7 separate regions of the Mus musculus genome follow, and regions 2, 3, 4, 5, 6 and 7 are each linked to region 1. A link is a contact called in public Hi-C, HiChIP or PLAC-seq and promoter capture Hi-C data. All regions are on one chromosome and are shown on one strand. The core of a region is the stretch at or near the end of the contact, and the rest is flanking DNA. Distances in the headings are between cores, read along the strand shown. Region 1 holds the start of Prmt2 (protein arginine N-methyltransferase 2). Region 2 holds the start of Ube2g2 (ubiquitin-conjugating enzyme E2G 2). Region 3 holds the start of Sumo3 (small ubiquitin-like modifier 3). Region 4 holds the start of Pttg1ip (pituitary tumor-transforming 1 interacting protein). Region 5 holds the start of 2810425M01Rik (RIKEN cDNA 2810425M01 gene). Region 6 holds the start of Adarb1 (adenosine deaminase, RNA-specific, B1). Region 7 holds the start of Specc1l (sperm antigen with calponin homology and coiled-coil domains 1-like).

Region 1 (2,847 bases), core at 212-2,711:
GTGCAGTGAGTCCCCTGGAGCTGGAAGTTACAGGTGGTTTGTGAGCAACCTAACATAGGTGCTGGGAACCAAACTTGGGTCTTCTACAAAAACAGTAACTGCTCTTAACTGCTAAGCCACCTCCAGCCCTTACAAAGCCACATTCTTTATTCAGCCACCACAGGTACCCTTTCCTATGTTAGGTTAGCAAGGGTGGATCCTAGTGCCTGGAGCCTGAGCTTCGTGGCACCAGCAGGCTTTCAAGAATAGGTCTCAGGCCTGCCACACTGGGGGCTCTGAGGACAGTTTTTTCTGCCTTGGAAGATTGTGGGAAACTCTTTTCAACCTGTGGCATCCTGGCTCAGAGCTTCAGCCCTCTTCATCTGGTGGAAATGGAAAACTGGGCAGATTTAAAAAAAGGACCAGGTCCTCACACAGACAGACCCATCCCTTGGCTGCAGTTCATTGTGCGACTCCACTGAACCGATGGACTGAAGGCACAACAGGTGTGGTTTGCACAAGCCTTGCAAGCCCTGAGATGCCTCACAGCAGGTTTGGAATGATTGATTATGTTATGAGCTGTGGTGTTTCTACTGCACGAACCGAAGCATGATGGTTTAATTATAGAAAACAAAGAATTTTAATATTTCCCTATCATTCCTCAGCATGTATTAGAGTGTCTAGATTATATTGGACAAACGCATCCACCTAATTAGTATGCAAATCTGCTTTTGTCTCTAGTCAGTGGTAAAATTGTGTGTATGCCGAGTTTTACAATAAATTCTTTTCTGATTCACTTATCAGTAAATGTTTGATTCGTATGCCTATTTTAGATACCTAGAGTCGCTGAAAAACTTTCTGAGTAGGATGGGATTGCTAGTGGAGAAAGCTTAAGAAACCTTGCTTAGGGTCACCTGATGTCAGTGTCATTGCTCCTCCGCCCCCAACCCCTTCAGCACAGGATCTTCAGGACTTGGGGTCTCTGGTGTGTTTCGTGTCTCAGTAGCTATGTTGGTTCCACGATCAAAACTTAGTCCAAGATACTGTAGGGGGGTCCCATTCTGCAGAAGCTGATTCAGATCAAAACTAGGTTATTAAGCATTCGGAGAAGGGCATCAAACACACCGGCAGTCCCAGGTACACTCAGGACAGCGCTAGTACGCACTCCTGCTTCAGCCTGCCAATTGTTGCCTCGGTTCGAATCCGCTGGGGGCGCGGTCTACACCACCTGTGGCCTCCAACCCGGAGTCCAGTCTTCCCACAGATCTCCCGGTAAGTCGATCCTTACACTTTCTCACCTGCGTCTTGCAGCCTTAAGGCCCAATGCGACCGGCCGGAAGCAGGGACAGAAAATGCGCTTGCGCTGAGTGACAAGCTCTTAGAGAAAACCCCTGTCTCAAGACTATCTACAGCTACCAGCACCGAGTTTATACACACTGCGCTTGCGCAGGACACCCAGGCCTGGGCGGGGCGTGCTCTTCGGCCAGCTGGAGTGCTCCGCGCTTGCGCAGGTCCAGGGCGGCGGCTCAGGCTTCGGGTGGGCATCGTCTGTTCCTTTCTGGTATAGCCTAGAATTCAGCGGAGAAACGCGGCTGAGGTAGGTTTCTTAATGGACAGCTTAGACATCTGGATCGCAAGTGAGGCAGGGCAAGCTAGGCAAAAGGTCTTCCCTGTGCATGTCTCCAGCGCACTGAGGCCTCCGCCCCCTCTGGAGGCTTTAGAGTGCCCTCTCGAAGGTTCTATTCCAGCTACCCCCTCCCCTTTTCTCAGCACCGTCCGCCCTCTTCGCTCTCCTTTCGCTGCACCTCTCAATTCCCCCTGCGCACCTCCGCTGGCTCTTAGAGCCACGCCCTTCCAGGACCACGCCCACCTGCCTTCTGTATCCCGAGCCACATCCCCCATGCCTCTATATTCTTGGCCTCTATGGCCTCATCTGCTTGGCCTGGAGAACCCTCCAATTCATTGTCTTTCTTCCTCCGGGCACCCTCCCAGGCTTTTCACTGAAAATATAATTGTAAATAATTTGTGATTCTAATTATTACGAAGTAAGTATGAAGTCCAGATCTGGACGCACAACAGGCGTTTAAACAAAGAATCGATGTAATCTCAGAGCCAGTTAGGGTTACATTGCCCCTGGGGGTAAAAAAATAGAATTAAAGAACAGGAGGGTGTCGGGCATGGGGATTTCAGTTCTGCCTGTGGGTTAGGTCAAGTACTGGGCAAGGTGTTTTAATTTGAGTTTAAGCTATTAAGTGTTCCTAAAAAAAATGATACTGATTTATTCTAAGTAAAAAGAGGCTTCATAAATATCTCTTAAAAAAGGAGACTTCAGAGGAATAAATCTAGCATATTAAAGGAAGCACACAGCATTTGGATTTTTTAATTTAAAAAGCCCTCTAATGAATTGTGATGATAAAACGCCAATCCTGTTCCATTCTTAACACATACAGTAAACTGTAGCCGTGAAATGAGATTACTGACCAGGCAGTGTAACACTTTGTGCTTCTCTCTCTTCTTTCAAGTAGGCATGGGAGAGAAACTGAAGTAAAGCCCCAGTTATGAGACATGATCATATTGAACTATGGAGGCACCAGGAGAAGGTCCCTGCAGCGAGTCACAGGTCATCCCGGTTCTGGTACGTAAGAGCCACGTGTAATGATCATACAGAGGAACAGTACCAGCTTACAGGGGTGATGTCACTCTCCTTGTCTCTCAAGGTCCTGGCTCACAGGAGGATGCTTGAATTTAGAGAACGTTGAGGCAGGGGGATGGGTCTGGTCATTAGGTCCCATGCTGTGTATTGTCATGAACACTTCAGGGGACACTTCAGCATGCTTCAGATTCTTGTACTTGTTCTTAGATGGCCGT
Region 2 (2,847 bases), core at 249-2,748, 1.4 Mb before region 1:
GGCACAGGCACACATATGACACACTTACCTATGTGTAATCAAAATACTCATAAAAATACACATAAAAAACACATTAAAAAAAAGTTAGACAATGAACCACACTCAAGGTCATATCGCCTCTAAATCTACAGTACAATCAGGTATGCAAGAACACCTTCGCTCTAGCCCAACCTCGGATGTTCTAATTCAACCTGGATGTTCCTGTTGAATCTACCTAATACTAGAGTACATGGTCTTAAACAGAGGACAAACCTTTTATACCATAAAGGAAGAAAAACACTCAGTGGGACTTTTATTGAATTCACAAGGACACGGAAAAAACCTCCCTCCCTCCCTCGCTCCTCGTGCTTTGTACTGCTGGATGCATTTCCATCACTGCTGCCACAGGCTTAAACAATATCCATTGATGACCTCATGGTTTCCATGTGGGCTTGGGCCCAGCCGAGACAGCTGGTTGTTTCAGGGCTGCAACCCAAGTCCATTCAAGTCGCTGGCACAACTCAGTTCCGTATGGCTGTAACACTGGTCCCAGACTAGCTGTCAGCCTGGGGCCACCCTTAGCTCCCTGCCCTTTTTTTTCCTCTTCCAAGAAGCCACAGCAGGTGGAGTCCTTCTCCTCTGTGAACCCCCTGAGCCCCTCGCCAGCCTTCCTATTTTAGAGTTCCCTCTTTAACCAAATTCCTTCTCTCTCTCACACGGAGATGATTCACAACCTTAACTTCAAATTAAGTGACAATACGTTTTGTCTGACGTACGAGTAGAGGCTTTTTGTGGCGGATAAGTTTTTCTCTAATGTGAATACCCTTGGGTAGAAGTGGTCAAAACTTAAACCCCTGTCCCGGAGCTTAAATGCTGTTCCCTCTTTTTTAGATAAAGGGGATGTGTCTCAATCTAGACACAGAGCTGAAAAAGTAAAACAGAGAGAAAAACAGATCCGGATCCAAGGAAACTGTCCGGAGCCCGTGTCCGAGAAACTTTGGTTTTCCCCAGCAACTCGCACCTGCGGCGTGGCCGGGGGTTTGAGGCGTTATCTTGTTTATTTTTAACTTTCTCCCCCAACTCCCCTCGACGGCTCGACCACCTTACGGGGATTACCCGGTACTCGCCCCGCAGCATCAACTGTCGGGAGGGCAGATGCGCAGCACACAGGGGCTTAGGGACCAGACCCGGGTGGCAGGGCCACGGCGGCGCTGCCCCGGCCGGCTTCTGAGCCCAGGGCCAGCCCCGCTGCCGCTGGCTGGGGTGCGCAGGTGACGGCGACAGCCTGGCCTTTTATCCGCACGCGGAATCTCGCAGCCCGGCCCAGTACCCCCGCACCGCACCGCACCGAGCCGAGCCATGCCGGGCCACGCCGCGGGCGACTATGGGGAAGAGGACAGGAAGGCGGCGCCGCCTGACTCACGCTTATACTCGGCCATCAGCCTCTTCAACGCCGTCCCCGCCATACCGCGGAACCTGCGTTCAGCAGCCTCGCCACATCCGCGCCGGTCCCGCCCGCCCGCTCCGACGCCCACGACTGCTTCCGGGTCGCGGGCTCCGGGCGCAAATGCATCCGGGGCGCGCGCGGGTGACGTGGCGCACCCGGGTGCTTCAGACAGGCTCGCTGGGGTTCGCCTCGCGCTCCCCGGGTAATGGCCCGGGTCGACGGAGCTCGGCTTCCAGAATCTTCTCGGCCGGCCACACCCTCAGCATTGAAGGTTTCCTACGCCGCCGTGAGGCTTTGCGCAGCTCGCCCTGCGGCCCTTTAGTCTTGAAAAATAGTGCGAGAGCTAATGGCTCATCATGGATTGTTCCTGAATGAGACTCATGTCCTTGCGCTTGGGCTCGCCCCTCAGAAGTGGCTGTCCAGATCGTGAAACTTTCCCCTTGTAGGCATGAATGTCCTAGAACTCATTATTTAGCCCAGGCCGGCCTCGAATTCACAGAGATGCCACCTGCCTACCTCTGTCTCCCAAGTGCCACTACACCTGGTTTTTGAGGCCCAGGTGATTTGAGATGACACTTCTAGCAAGAGAAAGAGTACCTTGGTTTCACAAAGGAAGGATAAAGTTCCCGGGCCATATCCCATCCTCTCTGGCCAAAAAAACTCAGACTCTGCCAAGTAAGCTGTACTTCCTCATCATACGGAACTGCCAGATAGATGCTTGGTATTTTCTTAGGTGCACCACTGCCTTCGCTAAGTGGACATGAGGGATACAGCTCGGGACGTGGCTCTCCGAAAAAAGGGGCTTTCAGGACTAGGTGTAGGGACAAAGAGAAAGTTCCTGCTGGGACCCTGAGTATAAGAAGCTGAACTCAAAAGATTTGAGGCATTAGATTCATCACATTTGTCGTTTTAAAAAAGAATATTAAGGGGGCTGAAGAGATGGCTCAGCGGTTAAGAGCACTGACTGCTCTTCTGGAGGTCCTGAGTTCAAATCCCAACAACCACATGGTGGCTCACAACCATTTGTCACGAGATCTAATTCCCTCTTCTGGTGTCTGAAGACAGCTACAGTGTACTTACATACAATAAATAAATCTTTTAAAAAAATATATTAGAGCCAGGCAGTGGTGGTGCACACCTTTAATCCCAGCACTTGGGAGGCAGAGGCAGGCCGATTTCTGAGTTCGAGACCAGCCTGGTCAACTGAGTGAGTTCCAGGACAGCCAGGGCTACACAGAGAAACCCTATCTTGAGAAAGAAAAAAAATATTAGGATGCTACTCCAATTACATGTAAGGTTAAAAAAAAAAAAAATCCCACACGCATAACCCTCCCAAGCATGCCCCACCCACAAGTCAAAAGGAGGCCTCGAGGACACACTGCTCCTCCTGCTGTTGCCTGTAGAAGCATAAGTTAGTCTAA
Region 3 (2,847 bases), core at 172-2,671, 1.4 Mb before region 1:
CATGAGCTACACAGGGAAACATTCAGGAGACAGAAACAGGAAGATCTCTTTTGAGTTTGAAGTCAGCCTGGTCTTAAACTCCAGGACAGCTTGGACCACAAAGGAACCTTGTCTAAAAAAAAAGGGGGGGGGGCCGCTGTGGGGGTGTGGAGAGAGTAAGTAACTCACTGGTAGAGCATCTGCCTAGTGGACAACAGCCCCTGGGCTGCGTCACCAAAATATAACATATAACCCTCTGTCTCCACTAACCCGAGGCAGAAGGCATGGCCACTCCAGTACACACCAGGCATTCACTTCCTGCCTAACCGCACCAAAAGGTTACAACTCTTGTTGTAGTTACCAGCTACAAAATATAATAAAGTAAGTTGTCTACTCTTGGCACAGGGCGAACAGGTGCTCATTCAATATCCGGGATGGTGCAGGCAGGACCCAAGGCTGAGCTGAAATTAAAGGTAAGGACCTCGCAGGCAAGATATTTCTGGGCTCGGCTGCTGAGCATGGTACCATGGCATTAGTCCAGATGCTTGCCCTGCTCCTGGGGTCTCTCACCTGAGCCAACACAGTGGTCATCTCCAGGCCAGTCAAGAGCACAGAATGCCAGGCTCCAACGTTTATCTCCCGTTGGATAAAACTGCCCCCAGCAGGGCAGGTGAGTGTGGGAAAACTGTTCAATTTGAAATGGGCAACCCTGGCCTTCCCACGCACCAACTGCCGAGACCACGGCGATGGAGTGGAAGGGCATGCGGCCGGGCGAACATTGGAAGCCCGGAGCGGCCAGCCTTGCTCTTACTCCGGTGCAGCTCTCACGAGCGCCCGCTGAGCCTCACGCGCAGCACCACGCGTGCAACTGTGCGCACGGCACGCGAAAGGATGGCCGCGTCAGGGAGTGAGGCCCTTGCGAACCAAGAACCAGCACCCAAGTTCCGGGTTCTCGAGCCGTGGGCGGGGCTACACCCGGGGCGGGGCTACCCCGGAGGCGGAGCCTTGGTGTGGCGGGAGGCACAGCCGGGGGTGGGGCTAGCGCGCTGCCCGGGGCGGAGTGCAATGCTGGTGGGGGAGGGGCGCGGGTCGGTGGGGGAGGGGCGCTGAGGCTCGGGCGCGGCCCCGCGGGCCCTTTTTGCGCGCGGCCCGGCCTGCGTTCCGCGGAATCTGCTGCGGCTTGCGTACCGGGCTTACCTTGGGCTTCTCTTCCGACATGGTTGCGCAGCGACGGCGGCGGCAAGCGCAGCGGGAACCGGTGGCACTGGAGCGGGCGAGTCACGCTCTCTGCCCCGCCGCTCTCCCGCCGCAACTGTCGCGGGGCCGCGCTTTATCCCTAAATCCCGGCGCGCTGGTTGGTCGCGCGGAGTCACGTGGTCGGGCGCGTGCACGAGGCGCGCGCCCCGCGCCGCGGGTGCGCGCTGGCCAGCCGCGATTCAGGACGGTTGCGAATGCGTCACGGGGCGGGTCAGGCGCCCGGGTGCGCGCAGAGCCCCGGGGACGCGCGACTCAAGGTCCTAGGCCCAGAGACCCCGGATGTGGGTGCAAGACTGCGCGTCCACGCAGGGAGGCACGGGAGGAGTGGGGGCGCTGTGTGCTAGGTCAGGACCCAGAGGAACGTTTTGGCCCAACCAGTAGCCTCTTCACCACCCACATTTGGGGACTTTTTCTTATATGCAGGCTGCATTTGGGTAAGAGAGGGCAAAGAAACTCAGGCTAACCCTTTCAGGTGGTCCGGAAGACGAATAAGGAGGTTACCAGGCATGGTTTATGGACCACACACTCCTGGAACAGGCCTCTGGCCTTTAATTTGAATGTCACAGGAGGGCTCATGTCTAGAAAAGGCATCCTTTGAGGACACAGAGGATGGCTTCTGTTGGCCCAGAAAGCCAGCACATGCTCCCATTTCATCTTTTTTCATTTGATTTCCTGGATGGGGTGGACCAGCCTCCACAAGGGCCATTCCCAAGATGGCTCTCCAGAAGGACAAGCTCTTCCCCTTCATTCTCACTATCTAGCTGCCTTTCTCCCTCCTTACGTAGTCCCAAAGTAACCACTAGGTGGCTTGGGTGGGTGAGAGTGACAGGCACAGAAAGCTTCCCTTCTGACCTACCATTTGCTGTTTCTGGAATGCTATTGTGGACACTAATAACCCATTTTACACAGCACACCAAGATGCCTAGAAGTTTAATAACATGCCCAAGGAGTCAACTAGATAAGCAAAACAAGGGAAGCTTGAGCTGGAAGATCCATCGGGAGCCCTGGCTAAGGGGTCAAGAGTGTCCTTTCCTTGTATCTTGGCGTGAGTTTTTAGAATGCAGCCCACAGGCCCTCTGTGTCTGTCTGCTAACACCTGCAAATCAGGCCAGTCAGGGCTGACACAGTCACCCACAGTCGTCTCAGGAAGGTGTTGATTGGCCGTGTTCCAGGACCACACAGCAGCCTCCAGAGAAGTGGCGCTCTGTTTGACAGAAGTATGTTTCTGTTCCAAGGAAGGGCCAGCAGACAAGTATCCCCACTTCCTGGTAATACTGCAAAGCTACTAAGCCAAGTGTCTGTGAAGCCAACCTTTTTTAGCCTTTCCCCTGTACACATGACCTTTCTTCGAGAAGTTTGTCAAGGTCTTCCACAAGGACGCATTTGGAACTCATCCCACACCCAGACCAGACCAAGGTATGGATTTTCCTCAAATACAGATCATGGTCATCCTTAGCTGAACATATCTCTGGAATGTCCAGCTCAGACTGTGTAACTGGGAGACAGGACTCCAGAAACCAGGCTGACTGAAGCAGTTGTTGGAGATCAGAGCACACCTTCCCTCCACTATTAGCTGTGAGTGACTCGGGGCAGGCAGTGTTCAGACCACAG
Region 4 (2,847 bases), core at 170-2,669, 1.3 Mb before region 1:
TCTGTGAAGCACACAAAAAATATTTAAAGGGTGAGTTTTGCCAGGCAGGGCAAATGCTTTATGGTCAGCATTTGAGAGGCAGAGGCAGGCAGACACCTTTAAGTTCAAAACCAAGCTGGGCGTGGTGGCACACGCCTTTAATCCCAGCACTAGGGAGGCAGAGGCAGGCGGATCTCTGAGTTCAAGGCCAGCCTGGTCTACAGAGTGAGTTCCAGGACAGCCAGGGCTACACAGAGACACACTGTCTCGAAAAAACAAACAAAAAAGTTCAAAACCAGCCTGAACCCAGTCTCAAACAACAAAAAAAGGCGAGTTTTGGGATACAGGATACGGTAATGTAAATTTATGCAAATTCCTTGTAAAGACTAGCCGTTTTAAACATCAGCTATCTCCCTATAGAATGTCAAGGAGTAGAATCCTTACACCTAACACGTGGTGGTTGGTAACAGGTGAAGGTTCGTGCCCCCCCCCCTCCCCCCAGTATCGCAGCAGACACCCTTGAGACACTGGGAAGGGTCCTGGGTCTCCACAGGCTCCCCAACACTCTGCCTGGCATAAAGTCCTTACTGGAGAATCTAGCCCCAAGTTCCCCGGGGCGGCCAGGGTCAGCTCCTTTAGTCACCCTCACCAAGGTAGCAGGAGTGAGGCAGTCCCAGACCGGTCCTAGGCATACCTGGGAGCAGATAAGAAACTTAAACAGAGAGACGCGACAACTGGCAAAAGGTCACAAAGAGAAAACACACCGTGACAGGCTAGAGTGTAAAGACACCTTGAGAGAGCCTGAGCTAACAAAAATACTCTCTTGCAGCGCCTCATCAACTCTAGCGAGCGTACAAAGGTCAAAGTTGACCAAGCCTCAGTCTTGGACACAACTTGTCAGCTCCCTGATTCCCCTCAAACAAAAACAGTGCTGGAATGCAGATGGTCCCCGAGATGCTAAGCAGGTGCCGAGGCGTCGGTTCCGACTAGCCGAGTCTTTCGTGCCTCAGGGCACGACGTTAACTTCCAGCAGAGGCTGGCTGCCTTACCCAGCTTCAAGGGAGGGCGTGAGCGCAGAGGCAGCCAAGCCCGCGGGCTGGACTCCGCCCTGGATCCGACCCGGCCGCCCTCCTCCTACTCCTCGGCCCCTAGGCCCACGGGCCTTACCCACTCTCGGAGGTTCCTGCGCGGAGGCTCCGGACAGAAGCAACAGCAGCACGGCACCGAGGAGCATCACCCAGTGCGGCGTCAGCCCAAGGTTAGCAGGCGCCATGGTGAGTGCGTCGTCGGCGGGGACCTCAGGCGACTCAACTCCAACGCCGAGCTAGGATGTTTCCACAGTAAGCGCTCCGCCTCCGTAAGCTAGCCAGACGGGCGGAGCTTGCGAGTGCGCAGCCGCTGGCTCCGCCCCCTGACCTCCGCCCGCCTACGGGCGCAGCTGAGGCTTAGCACGCCTGCGCGCTGCTGGAACTGCGGGGAGGGAGCAATAACCGGAGCGTCAGAGCAGCGCGCGTGCGTAGTAGACTACTAGGCTGGGCAGTGGACAGCGAAGCTTTGCCACTTGCTCTGGAATGGAGCTGCTGGACTCTGAGGCGGGTTCTGAGGCTCAGCTGCTCTGCCTAACACAACTGCTCTGTAGCCGCCAACCCTTGGAAACCTCTGCCAGTCCTGTTAATTCTCTGCCAGAGCCGTATGCGTGTCCAGAGGGCAGGTTTTGTGGATTTACGTTAAAACAGCATCCAAGCTGTCTCGAACTTGTTACTGAAAGGCGTTTAAATCACTGAGGGAATGTGGAGGGTGTAGCTTAGATGGTAGAATTGCTTGCCTGGCAACCAATGCATGCACAAAGCCTCCGAGTTCCATCCTCAGAACCTCACAAATGAGTCGTGATAACACACACCTATCATCTCAGCACTTGGGGGTGGAGCATTGGAAGGATCAGAAGTTCAAGGTCTTCCTTAACCAATGAGACCCTGACTCAAAGAAAACAAAACAAATCCTTATTGATAGTGACTGGGGACGCAAACTTGAAGACACAGGAGCTTTGAGTAAGAGGGTACCTTCCCTGCTTGATTGTGCATGAACCAGAGACCTAGATAGCCAGACACCAAAAAGATCAATGCGGGACTCTGGATCCCAAGTTTCTCGACTCATTAAAGACCCAGACTCCAGTAGGAGTAAGCAAAATAGGATACAAGCTTGAGCCCACCAGCTTTATGTCCATTTGATACAAGCTAGTTATGACTGTAAGTGTTGCAACTCTGAAGGGAAAGGCTTGAAGCGTTCCAGCTCCACTCCTGGTGCTGCGGCAGAAGGTTTTCCCAAAGGAAGTATAACAGTTCTGCTGCAGGAGGGGGTTCCCATGGAAAGTGTCACAGGTCTGCTCTGCAGAGGAAGACTTCTCCAGCCAAAGTGTAACAATTCTGCTTTGCCAGAGGGAGGCTTTCCCCAGTGAAAGCGTTACAGCTTTACTTCGGCCAGGCAGGTTTTCCCCAGCCAAGTTCTGTTCCGGGGAAAATGTTACAGCTCTGCTAGAGAGGCTTCCTGGCAATTGGGAGCCAAGGAATACCACAAAGTCACACGACACATGAGGCACACAAGAGATTTATGGAGAGGGAAAAAAAGCAAACAAACAACAGCAACAACAACAACAAAAACAGGAGGGCAGCTAATTCTGCTAGGGTGAAAAGCAGCAGAGAACGAAGCCAAAGGCAGAGCTTATATAGGATTTCTTGGGGGTGGGGCTTCCCGTGGAGATTTCCAGGATGAGGATTGGTGGGATTTCAATTCCTGAGCTTGGGAGGACTCAGGGTCTTTGTATCACTGAGCTGGTCCAGAGCAAGGGAAGTTTAGCAGGGCCCTGGTTAG
Region 5 (2,847 bases), core at 154-2,653, 1.3 Mb before region 1:
CTAGCTGTACAGTCCTCTCTAACTGCAAAACTAGTTTGCCAGGAGCCAGGGAAGCACGGGACACGCGCGCCCTCAGGCGGCAGGAAGAAGAGTTGAGGATTCTAAAAAATTAACTTTGTTGTCGTCGACTTGTGAGTTCCTTGGGGTGCCCTGGAACTGGCCTTAAGCAACTCATCCTCCATGGGGGAACCTGGGGTCCATCGGACAGCCCAGAGCACAGGAACACTGCTGAGGGTTGAGAAGGAGAAAACATTTAGGGGGTGGGGGGGTGGGGTGGGGATCTGTCCTAGGTAAAAGCCAGGCTAGCTTTCAGGGTGGCTCTGGCTGCCAGATCTTCTGGGGAGATGAACCAGGTTGTGAAGAGTTCAATGGACTTTATTCCCAGGTCATCTCAAAACAAGCTTGCGAAAGTAACTTTTATTCGCTTGATGTCCTTGTTGTCTCGGAGGCTTACTGCTGACTACGATCTCCTTTTCTAGCTCTTTCTGAACTCTTACTGGCTGATTCAATTCAGCTGTTCTGGCTCAAACGTCTCTTCAAGTCGCCTGATTCAATCTAGTTTGTCTCAGCTTCACATCTAGTGCACTGCTTGGCCTGCAGCCACTCACTCACTGTTCTAGATTGCTTTCTGTTGCTGTGATAAAAACACTTATCAAAGGCAGCGTGGGGAGGAAGGTGTTCTTTACATCTTACAGGTTGGATCTCATCGTCAGGGAAGGAGCAGGAACCTGGAGGCATCCCCTGATGAGAAACCGCATCGGAAAGATGCTTATTGGCTCTGCTCCCTGGCATGCTCTGCTACTTCAGCCACTGTGGGGCACCGGACTCCGCTTTGGGCTCACCTTCTCCCCACAAATCCCATCTCACTGTGGATCCCTAGCAGAGACGTCCCGGCATCCAGGATGCTCTCTACCCTAGAAGGGAAGAAGGCAGAAGGCCTCTACCCTGGCTGTGCCTGGGCCCAACTTTCTTTTGTGGCTCCAACTATAGCCCACTTTGGTTTTGTATTGTATTTTACAGGTGTCATTTGGGTGAAGAGCTGGAATTACCCTTCGTCCTTGCTTTCCTTAAGCAATACTGCACTGGGTGCACAGGGGCTGTTGGACACGGAGCCGACTGTGCAGGAAGACGGAGGCCGTTCGGTCCATCTGGTACCCATTTAAGTGGAATTGCAAAGTCCCCAACTCCAGGACCTGTTTTAAGGACGAAACGCCAAGCTGCACACATAGAGACCCGCATGAGTAAAACCGACGTGAACCTTTCTCCCTATTCTACCCCAGACGCGCGCGATAGAAACATGGCGTAACGTGCACCCGAGGCTTCAATAGTTTTACTTCCCTGGCTCTTGGCTGCAGCCACATCGCCACACGTCTAACGCGCTAGCGGGAGCGCGCGACGTAAGCACCGCAACTGCGCACGCGCTACGGGAGGCACTTCCGGGGACCGGCCGAACGCCGATCTACGCAGCCGCGGCTCTATTTCCGGCTGTCTGGGAGCACTTCCGGGAGGCTCTTCCACTAGTGAGGCGGCGTTGCTAACAGGCGGAAACCTCCAGGGAAGATGGGGAAAGTGAGGGCGCTGCGGGCTCGTGTGCACCGGGCGGCCGTGAGACCCGACGGGGATTCTGCACCGGGCCCTGTGCCCCGCGCCGTGGAGCCGGCGCTCCCACAATCCCCGGCGGGCGGAGCGGGGGCGAAGGTGAGGTGTGGGGCGCCGGTCGGGCCAGGTCTCTGCCGAGCCGGATCTCCAAAGATCAGGAGCCCTGGATGGTTGGGTGTCGCCTCTTCTGTGTGTGTTCCTGCCACTCTGGTTAGGGTCCTGACCCGGCCCACCTTTAGCCGTCATGCCTTCTCGGTTGGGGTGTGAGGCTCCAGAAGCGCTTCCATCTCTGGGGGAAAATATCCCACTACGCTCTGGAAATGTCGCAGGGCGCTGTCTGTCTGCCTCTGTCTATCTCTGTGTCTCAGTCTCTGGTGTGTGTTTGAGACAGGGTCTCTCTATGTAGCCCTGACTATTCTGGAACTCACGCTGTAGACCAGGCTGGCCTCGAACTCATAAGAGATTGACCTGCCCCTGCCTCCCACATGCTGGGGTTAAAGGCATGGCATGCACTTGTGTCCCTGGCGCTTGCTTGTTGCTTTGGCCTTTGGGATCTTATTTATTTTTATTTTACCTCATCTCATTCTTTCTTTATTCTTTTGAGACAAGGTTTCACCCTAGCCCCCCCCCCCAGCTTGTCACTCTCGTGCCCAGGCTGTAGCCCACTGTGCCCAGCTTTTATTTGTTGTTGTAGCCAAACTGAGAGCTTCTGTTTTCTCCCACACCCACACCCACGGGAGGTGCTGTGCAGTCATTGATTCGTGCAGCCATTGATTCTTATTTTTCCCATTTTTCTTTTAATTTGGTAACTTGGCTCAAATTTAAGCCTTGTGTTGACAGAGATTGTTTTTATGCCCCTTTGGTCAGCCGCGTCTTTGCCTCACTGGAAGGTTATGTGGTTGGTGTTCCTATTTTTGTTCCTCAGAGATGCCCAAGGACCAGTACTTAGAGGATTCCCTCTGCTCACTCCTGGGAGGGCCCATGCATACAGTTGTAAGCAGCAGTCATGCCTTATCTCACAGCTACTCTTGGATCTGCATGTGTTTGCAGGGAGGCTGTGCTCAGGCCCTGTGCTAGTGTGGCTCTACTCCCCAAGACTCTCTGATTGTCCCAAGTCTGATGGGGGCAGGAAGGAACAGGCCTGATCTGGGAACAAGGACGTAGATACTCTTCCGGGGCCTCCCTGGCTGAGAAGTAGAGGATTTTTGCCTTAGCATCTTCTCGATGTGTGACTCTCAAACCAAAAGT
Region 6 (2,847 bases), core at 187-2,686, 1.2 Mb before region 1:
CCACAATGAACCAAAGATCTATCAAAGCGACCATCTCAGATGAGCATACTTCCTTTGTCCAGATCTCTGTCTCTCATATGTACTTGTGTCAGATCAGCATCTTCAATTCAGTCAATGAGTCACAGGAACACAGGTGATGTGCACAGGGGATGAAAAGGCTGGAACTTGCTCTCTTGTGGCCAAACCACAGCCATTATGAGAAGCAACGAGAGCTAGCTTACTAACAGTAGGTAACACATGACATAAGGGAGTGAGGTCATCTATGAAGCAGAGATGAACCAAACCAGCTGAACACTGCATAAAAGCTGCTATTCATCAGACTTACAAACCATGACTTTAAGTTACTAAGTTCTGGGGTAGTGTGATACCTAGAAACAGACACATTTGTCCTTGTGCACATACTTGTATGTGAAGCTTGACATCCTGGTAGGTGTTCCAAGAGTGATGATCTCTACTTACTTGCCAACAAGTGCACCCGTAGGCACTGCCTGGTGCCCACCTTTTAGGCAGGCTGAAGAATTCATTGAGTGGCTAGCTGGTCCAAAGGACATGTTTTTGTGATGGAAGCAGATGTGGACCGGCTACAACACTACTCCTGTGGTCAGTTCATGCTTCCGATTCTGGACCTCTCCAGGCCCCGTTCTGGGCATAGCACCCCAGGTTAAGACAATCTGGCGAGGAACCACACAAGTTGTTGACCACATCTTGGATGCTCGACACAGTACTTTACCTACCTGCACTTGTCTTTTACTAGACCTTTTTCTTTTTAAACAAACGTGGAAACAGACAATGCAAGCACAAGACACATCTGGTATGCCTAAGAGGTGGCAGAGCCTGAACTTGACCCTGGGGTCTAGGTTAAAAACCGGCCATCATTTCTAGTGACCACCAGTAGACACCCTGCTTCACAAAATCATGTCCCTGCTCCTCTCCCTACTTATTTTCAAGGTCTACGGAGGTGGGTGTCAGTGGCCAGGGCCAGCTCTCAAAACTGGACGAAGGCCCAGGGACGATTCTTGCGGGATGCCAGGGTACCACGTACGGGGTGTAGTAGGTCTTCAAGCGGCGGTCACAGTCGCACTTCAGTGGCTTCGCTCTGATTTTCCCTGCCCCATTCCCAGATCCCACAGGATCTCTAGGATCCTTGGTCCCACCTGTCCCCTTAGGTCCCATCCGAGGCTCCTGCCCGCGAGTTCGAGAACCCCGCCCCCGTCGATCTTCTCGGTGCGTGTCGGAGGCTCCCTTCCGCTTCGAGTCTCCCTAGCGACGCACGACCTGTTTTGGTTCTAACCGCTAACCCTCGCAGTTCCCGCCGCCGCGAGCGAGTCCGGACGTCGGCTCCGGGCAGGAGGCGCGCACGTCAGCGTGGAGCGCTGGCTCCACCCCTGCAAGCGAGCACGCGCGCGCGGCTGCGGCGGCTGGGGCGGGGCGAGCCGAGGGGGCGGAGCCGCCGGCGCCGAGGCTAGAGGCAGAGGCTGAGGCAGCGGCTGAGGCTGAGGTGGCTGAGGCTGAGGCGGCGGCGAGGGGCTCCTAGCTGGGGCCGCGGGGCTAGCCGAGGCCGCCGCAGCGCCCAGAGCCAGACGCCGGCAGCCCGCGGGCGCAGCGTGAGCGGAGGTAAGGCGGCGGGGACGCGGGCGGCCGCGTTTATGTAAGCGCGGGGCAGGTGGCTGAGGCCGCGCAGCGCCGGCGGCCGCGGACCTGACCACCGACCCCAGACCCTATGGTGCGGGGCCCGGGCCCGCGGCGAGCTGCGGGGTCCCTGGCGCATCCCGGGCGGCGCGCGGAGGGCGGGCCGCGGTCCTCTTGGATGCGCTGCGCTGCAGGAGGAGGCTGCGCCCAGGACGGCTCGTCCGCTCCTGGAGGCGCCGCGTCCGCGTGGGATGCGCTGCGCCGCGGCGAGCCGACCGTGCGCCTCTCGGACAGGAGGTTGTGCCCGCGGAGAGGACCCTGTACTCCAGGGAGGGGACCTGTGCCCATCAGAGAGGAGACTGCGCCCGGGGAGGGGAATGGTGTACCGGGCGGAGGGGACCTGTGCTCCGGGGAGGGGACCCTGTACCCCGGGAAGGGACCTTTACCCAGCACAGGGGACACTGCACACCGGGAGGGGGACCTTGTGCCCTGCAGAAGGAAAGCTGCGTCCGGGGATGGGGACCCTGTATCCTAGAGAGGGGACCTGTGCCCTGCAAAAGGAAAGCTGCGCCCTGAGAAGAGACACCCTGTGTCACTCTGAATCTGTGTCCGGGGATGGGGACCCTGTGCCCTGCAGAAGGGACCATGTGCTTGGTAGAGGAAAGGTTGAGCTCTGTATTCTGCAGAAGGGACCAGTGCCTAGCAGAAGGGAGGCTAAGCTCAGGCTGGGGGGTGGGAACCCTGTGCTCTGAGGAGAGGAAGCTGCACCAGGGGATGGGGACTTTGTGCCCTGCAGAAGGGACCATGTGCTCCGCAGAGGCGAGACGGCGCCCAGAGGAAGGGCACAGGGAGGGAACCCTGTGCCCTGCAGAGTATACTCTGAACTCCGAGGAGGGAGACCCTAACCCTATATCCCACAGAGGGAAAGCTACGCCCAGTGAGAGCATCTTGTGTCCTGCAAAGGAGACACTGCGCTCCCACGGGGTGGACACCGTAACCTAGGTGAGGCAGGCTGCTTTTTTGGTGGTCCATGCCCCTTCCGAGGGCTCAGAGCCCACATGGGCGCCGAGCGCCTGGGAGACGAAGTTCCGAGTACCCAGCGCGAGTACCCAGCGCGTCTGCTGTTTGTGGGAGCCATCTGGGACATTAGGGGTTGGAGGTGAATTTTGACGCGCACACATAGGCAAGAGGAAAATCACTGTGTGGTGTCTGTGTGCA
Region 7 (2,847 bases), core at 123-2,622, 1.0 Mb after region 1:
GCGTATTGCTTTTCAAACTCTTTCCATTCCTGACATATTGAAAGAGGACCAACCGAACGGTGCCTTTAATGCCTATGCAACAACGCTGGTGCCTCATTCCAAACCTTTAGATAGAACTGTTGTTGCCTGTAGTCCACAGCTGATTTCACCTCAAGATTTAGCTTCCTGAATGACAAGAAGCCTTCCTGGGCTCCGCGATTTGTTTTTTGTTTTGTTTTTGTTTGTAGTTTGAGACAAGGCCTTACTCTGCAGCCCAGTTGGAGCTCATCCAGCCTTGGCCTCGGGATTACAGGTGTAGGCCAAACTTTACGATTCTCTGTCATGACAGTCAAAGGGTGCCCCCTCACCCCGCCGCACTTTAGGACTGATCTTCAAGAGAGTGAAAACAAAAACAAAAACAAAACAAAAAACAAACAACAAAAAAACCCAAAACAAAACAAAACAAAAAATCAAGGATGCCTGCATTTGAATGATCACAGAAATTTTTGTTTGGTTTTAGGCGGCTAAGCCCACCAGAAACCGATTTCTTTTCTAGTGTTCTCTGGGGTATCGCCACCATCTATCTATCTCTCTCTCTCTCTATCTCTCTCTCTCTCTCTCTCACACACACACACACACACACACACACACACACACACACACAAGCCTCTAATGAAAATGCACACACACACACACACGCCTCTAATGAAAATGCAGCATTTCTTCAACAACACACAGAAACATCCACATCCAATCTGACATAATTAGCCAAGTCTCAAGAATAAAGAACACTGCCAGCTTCCAACAGCCAGGTCCTAACACTGCAGGGCGCAGCCTTCGGGGGACCTCCGCTCCTGCTCCCCACCCTCAATGCACCAGATGGGGAGGCAACCTGTCCCAGCCCAGGGCAAGGAACTAGGATGAATGCCCGGTCTCTCCCGACACCACAGGGAACACAAGCACCAGGGTCGCACCCAGCCTCTCCGCAGGGATGAGACCCCCAGCCAGCTGGGTACCACGCCAGCCTGGGTTCCCGGGGGATCTGCGGGGCAAGCTGTGAGGTCCGCCCGGGCAGGAGACGGCGCAGGCGCGGGATGGCTGGGGATGGGGGGGGTGACGAGGGGGGACAGCGCAGGCGCGGGGCCGCCAGGGTCTGCGGGGCCGCCCGGGCCTGGCCGCGCGGGCGGCGCTGAGGAGACGAACGTGCCCGCGGCACAAGCGGAGAAGACCCTGCCCCGGCTCTTACCGCGCGGCACCGCCTCGCTCACTCGCTGGCTCCGGGCTGGGGCCGGGCGGCGAGCTCGCCCGGTGGCGCGGCCCGGTCCGTTGAGTCCGGCCTCAGGGCAACAGCCAACCCCACGGCGCCGCTCCCTCGGCCCGCCCTGTCTCCCTTGCGGCTCCCGCCCTCCGCCCGCCCCTTATCCACCGGTGCCGCCCCCTTCTACTCCCCGCGCATGTGCCGTGATCGGCGCCTCCCTGGGCTGCTACTGCGCAGGCGCCAGCTGTCACACCTCCTCTTCGCGCTGAGTTCTGGACCGCGCACGCGCTGTGCTAGTCGGCGGTGCAACTAGATAACTGCAGTCTTTTGTGCTGGAAGTGCTCCTAGTCTCTCGTTTTTCCTCCAAGGCAAATAGGTCCGCTCTGGTTGAAATGTATGTTTACAGTGTGCTGAACCCGACAGTTGAGAAAAATGCACATGCCAGGCACCCATTATGTTCCCAGCACATGAGCAACACCGGTCCCTACTCCACCCATTAAAGGGAACAAGATCACTAGCATTATAAAGTTAAAGAGTTCTATAAGCTTATGTAATTCCTGTGTAGTTTTTATTTTACTTTTTAAATTTGTAAATGGCTCTATTACTATAATAAAAGCACCATGACCAAAAGCAACCTGGGGAGGAAAGGGTTTATTTGGCTTACAACTCCCAGGTCACACACCATCACTGAGAGAAGTCAGGGCAGGAACTCAAAGGAACCTGAAGGCAGGAACTGAAGCAGAGAAGCTTTGGAGAAACACAGATTGTTGGTTTGCTCCTCATGCCTTGCTCAGCCTGCTTTCTTATATCATCCAGGATCCCCTAGGGGGTCACACCACATCCTGGTGAGCCTGGCCTCTCCCACATCAATCATTAACCAAGAAAATGCCCTATAGATTTGTATATAGGCAATCTAACAAAGACATTTTCTCAACTGAAGTTCCTCTTCCCAGATAATGGTAACTTAGATCAAACTGACAAGACCTAGCCGGAACATTATTCTTTGATGTTTTCTTTTTAAGAATTTAATCTCTGATTCACTGGGCATAGTGGAACATGCTTTTAATATCAGCACTCAGGAGGCAAAGATGGATCATCTCTGTGAGTACCAGGCCAACGTGGTCTATATAGCCAATTCCAGGCCAGCCATTGCCACATGGTGAGACCCTGTCTCAAATAAATTAGCAAATAGATAAATAAATAAATAAATAAATAAATTTAAAGATTTTGTATATGGATATTTATGTATATGAGTACACCGTTGTTGTCTTCAGACACACCAGAAGAGGATGTCAGATCTCATTATACATGGTTGTGAACCACCATGTGTACACAGGTTGCTGGGAGCTGAACTCAGGAGCTCTGGAAGAAGCCAGTGCTCCTAACCATCTCTCCAGCCCCCCCCTAAATAAATAAATAAATATCTCTGAATGCATTTCTAAGAAAATTTACATGCCTCAAAATTCAAAAATCACCATTTCAACATATTCAGTACCCTACAATTCCTCACATAGTTTCCACTCCTCAATATCAATATCCCTTGACATCATTTATGAACAGAAGCAAATATTTAAATTACGATATGCACTATTTTACTACCTCAATACACA

The links. Promoter capture Hi-C pulls out the DNA fragments that hold promoters and counts their contacts. Hi-C and Micro-C count contacts between places; a contact is called where the count stands out from the background. HiChIP or PLAC-seq counts read pairs in DNA pulled down with a chosen protein or histone mark. Capture Hi-C pulls out chosen DNA fragments and counts their contacts.
Region 2: a promoter capture Hi-C map of adipose tissue shows a contact between it and region 1, with 2.8 times the contacts expected there. The contact joins the promoter of Ube2g2 here to the promoter of Prmt2 in region 1. A contact is called at or near these places in 1 of 39 promoter capture datasets (the 3T3-L1 cell line), 1 of 115 datasets of contacts at active chromatin or transcription factors (embryonic stem cells) and 1 of 9 other capture datasets (adipose tissue).
Region 3: a contact with region 1 is called in a promoter capture Hi-C map of hematopoietic stem and progenitor cells, with 2.4 times the contacts expected there. The contact joins the promoter of Sumo3 here to the promoter of Prmt2 in region 1. A contact is called at or near these places in 1 of 39 promoter capture datasets (hematopoietic stem and progenitor cells) and 1 of 115 datasets of contacts at active chromatin or transcription factors (astrocytes).
Region 4: a promoter capture Hi-C map of pre-B cells shows a contact between it and region 1, with 4 times the contacts expected there. The contact joins the promoter of Pttg1ip here to the promoter of Prmt2 in region 1. A contact is called at or near these places in 3 of 39 promoter capture datasets (the C10 cell line, liver and pre-B cells).
Region 5: a contact with region 1 is called in an H3K27ac HiChIP or PLAC-seq map of thymic regulatory T cells, with 5 times the contacts expected there. The contact joins the promoter of 2810425M01Rik here to the promoter of Prmt2 in region 1. A contact is called at or near these places in 1 of 484 Hi-C or Micro-C datasets (CD4 T cells) and 1 of 115 datasets of contacts at active chromatin or transcription factors (thymic regulatory T cells).
Region 6: a promoter capture Hi-C map of liver shows a contact between it and region 1, with 4 times the contacts expected there. The contact joins the promoter of Adarb1 here to the promoter of Prmt2 in region 1. A contact is called at or near these places in 2 of 39 promoter capture datasets (liver and pre-B cells).
Region 7: a contact with region 1 is called in a Hi-C map of CD8 T cells, with 3 times the contacts expected there. The contact joins the promoter of Specc1l here to the promoter of Prmt2 in region 1. A contact is called at or near these places in 3 of 39 promoter capture datasets (cranial neural crest, hippocampal neurons and pre-B cells) and 1 of 484 Hi-C or Micro-C datasets (CD8 T cells).

Annotation. Positions count from the first base shown.
Region 1 is chr10:76,236,479-76,239,325 of GRCm38.p6, reverse strand. It overlaps Prmt2 (protein arginine N-methyltransferase 2), which reads left to right and starts at 1,461. Exons shown (of 11, transcript NM_133182.3): 1 at 1,461-1,576; 2 at 2,505-2,614. The coding sequence starts at 2,561.
Region 2 is chr10:77,620,972-77,623,818 of GRCm38.p6, reverse strand. Ube2g2 (ubiquitin-conjugating enzyme E2G 2) reads right to left here and starts at 1,498. Exons shown (of 6, transcript NM_019803.3): 1 at 1,403-1,498. The coding sequence starts at 1,445.
Region 3 is chr10:77,604,671-77,607,517 of GRCm38.p6, reverse strand. It overlaps Sumo3 (small ubiquitin-like modifier 3), which reads right to left and starts at 1,421. Exons shown (of 4, transcript NM_019929.4): 1 at 1,177-1,421. The coding sequence starts at 1,197.
Region 4 is chr10:77,580,227-77,583,073 of GRCm38.p6, reverse strand. It overlaps Pttg1ip (pituitary tumor-transforming 1 interacting protein), which reads right to left and starts at 1,419. Exons shown (of 6, transcript NM_145925.3): 1 at 1,147-1,419. The coding sequence starts at 1,252.
Region 5 is chr10:77,514,454-77,517,300 of GRCm38.p6, reverse strand. 2810425M01Rik (RIKEN cDNA 2810425M01 gene) reads right to left here and starts at 1,403. Exons shown (of 1, transcript NR_163865.1): 1 at 360-1,403. It overlaps Fam207a (family with sequence similarity 207, member A), which reads left to right and starts at 1,488. Exons shown (of 6, transcript NM_133998.3): 1 at 1,488-1,698. The coding sequence starts at 1,561.
Region 6 is chr10:77,416,862-77,419,708 of GRCm38.p6, reverse strand. Adarb1 (adenosine deaminase, RNA-specific, B1) reads left to right here and starts at 1,436. Exons shown (of 11, transcript NM_001024837.2): 1 at 1,436-1,614. It overlaps Gm17769 (predicted gene, 17769), which reads right to left and starts at 1,333. Exons shown (of 1, transcript NR_027377.1): 1 at 1-1,333.
Region 7 is chr10:75,210,598-75,213,444 of GRCm38.p6, reverse strand. It overlaps Specc1l (sperm antigen with calponin homology and coiled-coil domains 1-like), which reads right to left and starts at 1,372. Exons shown (of 16, transcript NM_153406.3): 1 at 1,226-1,372.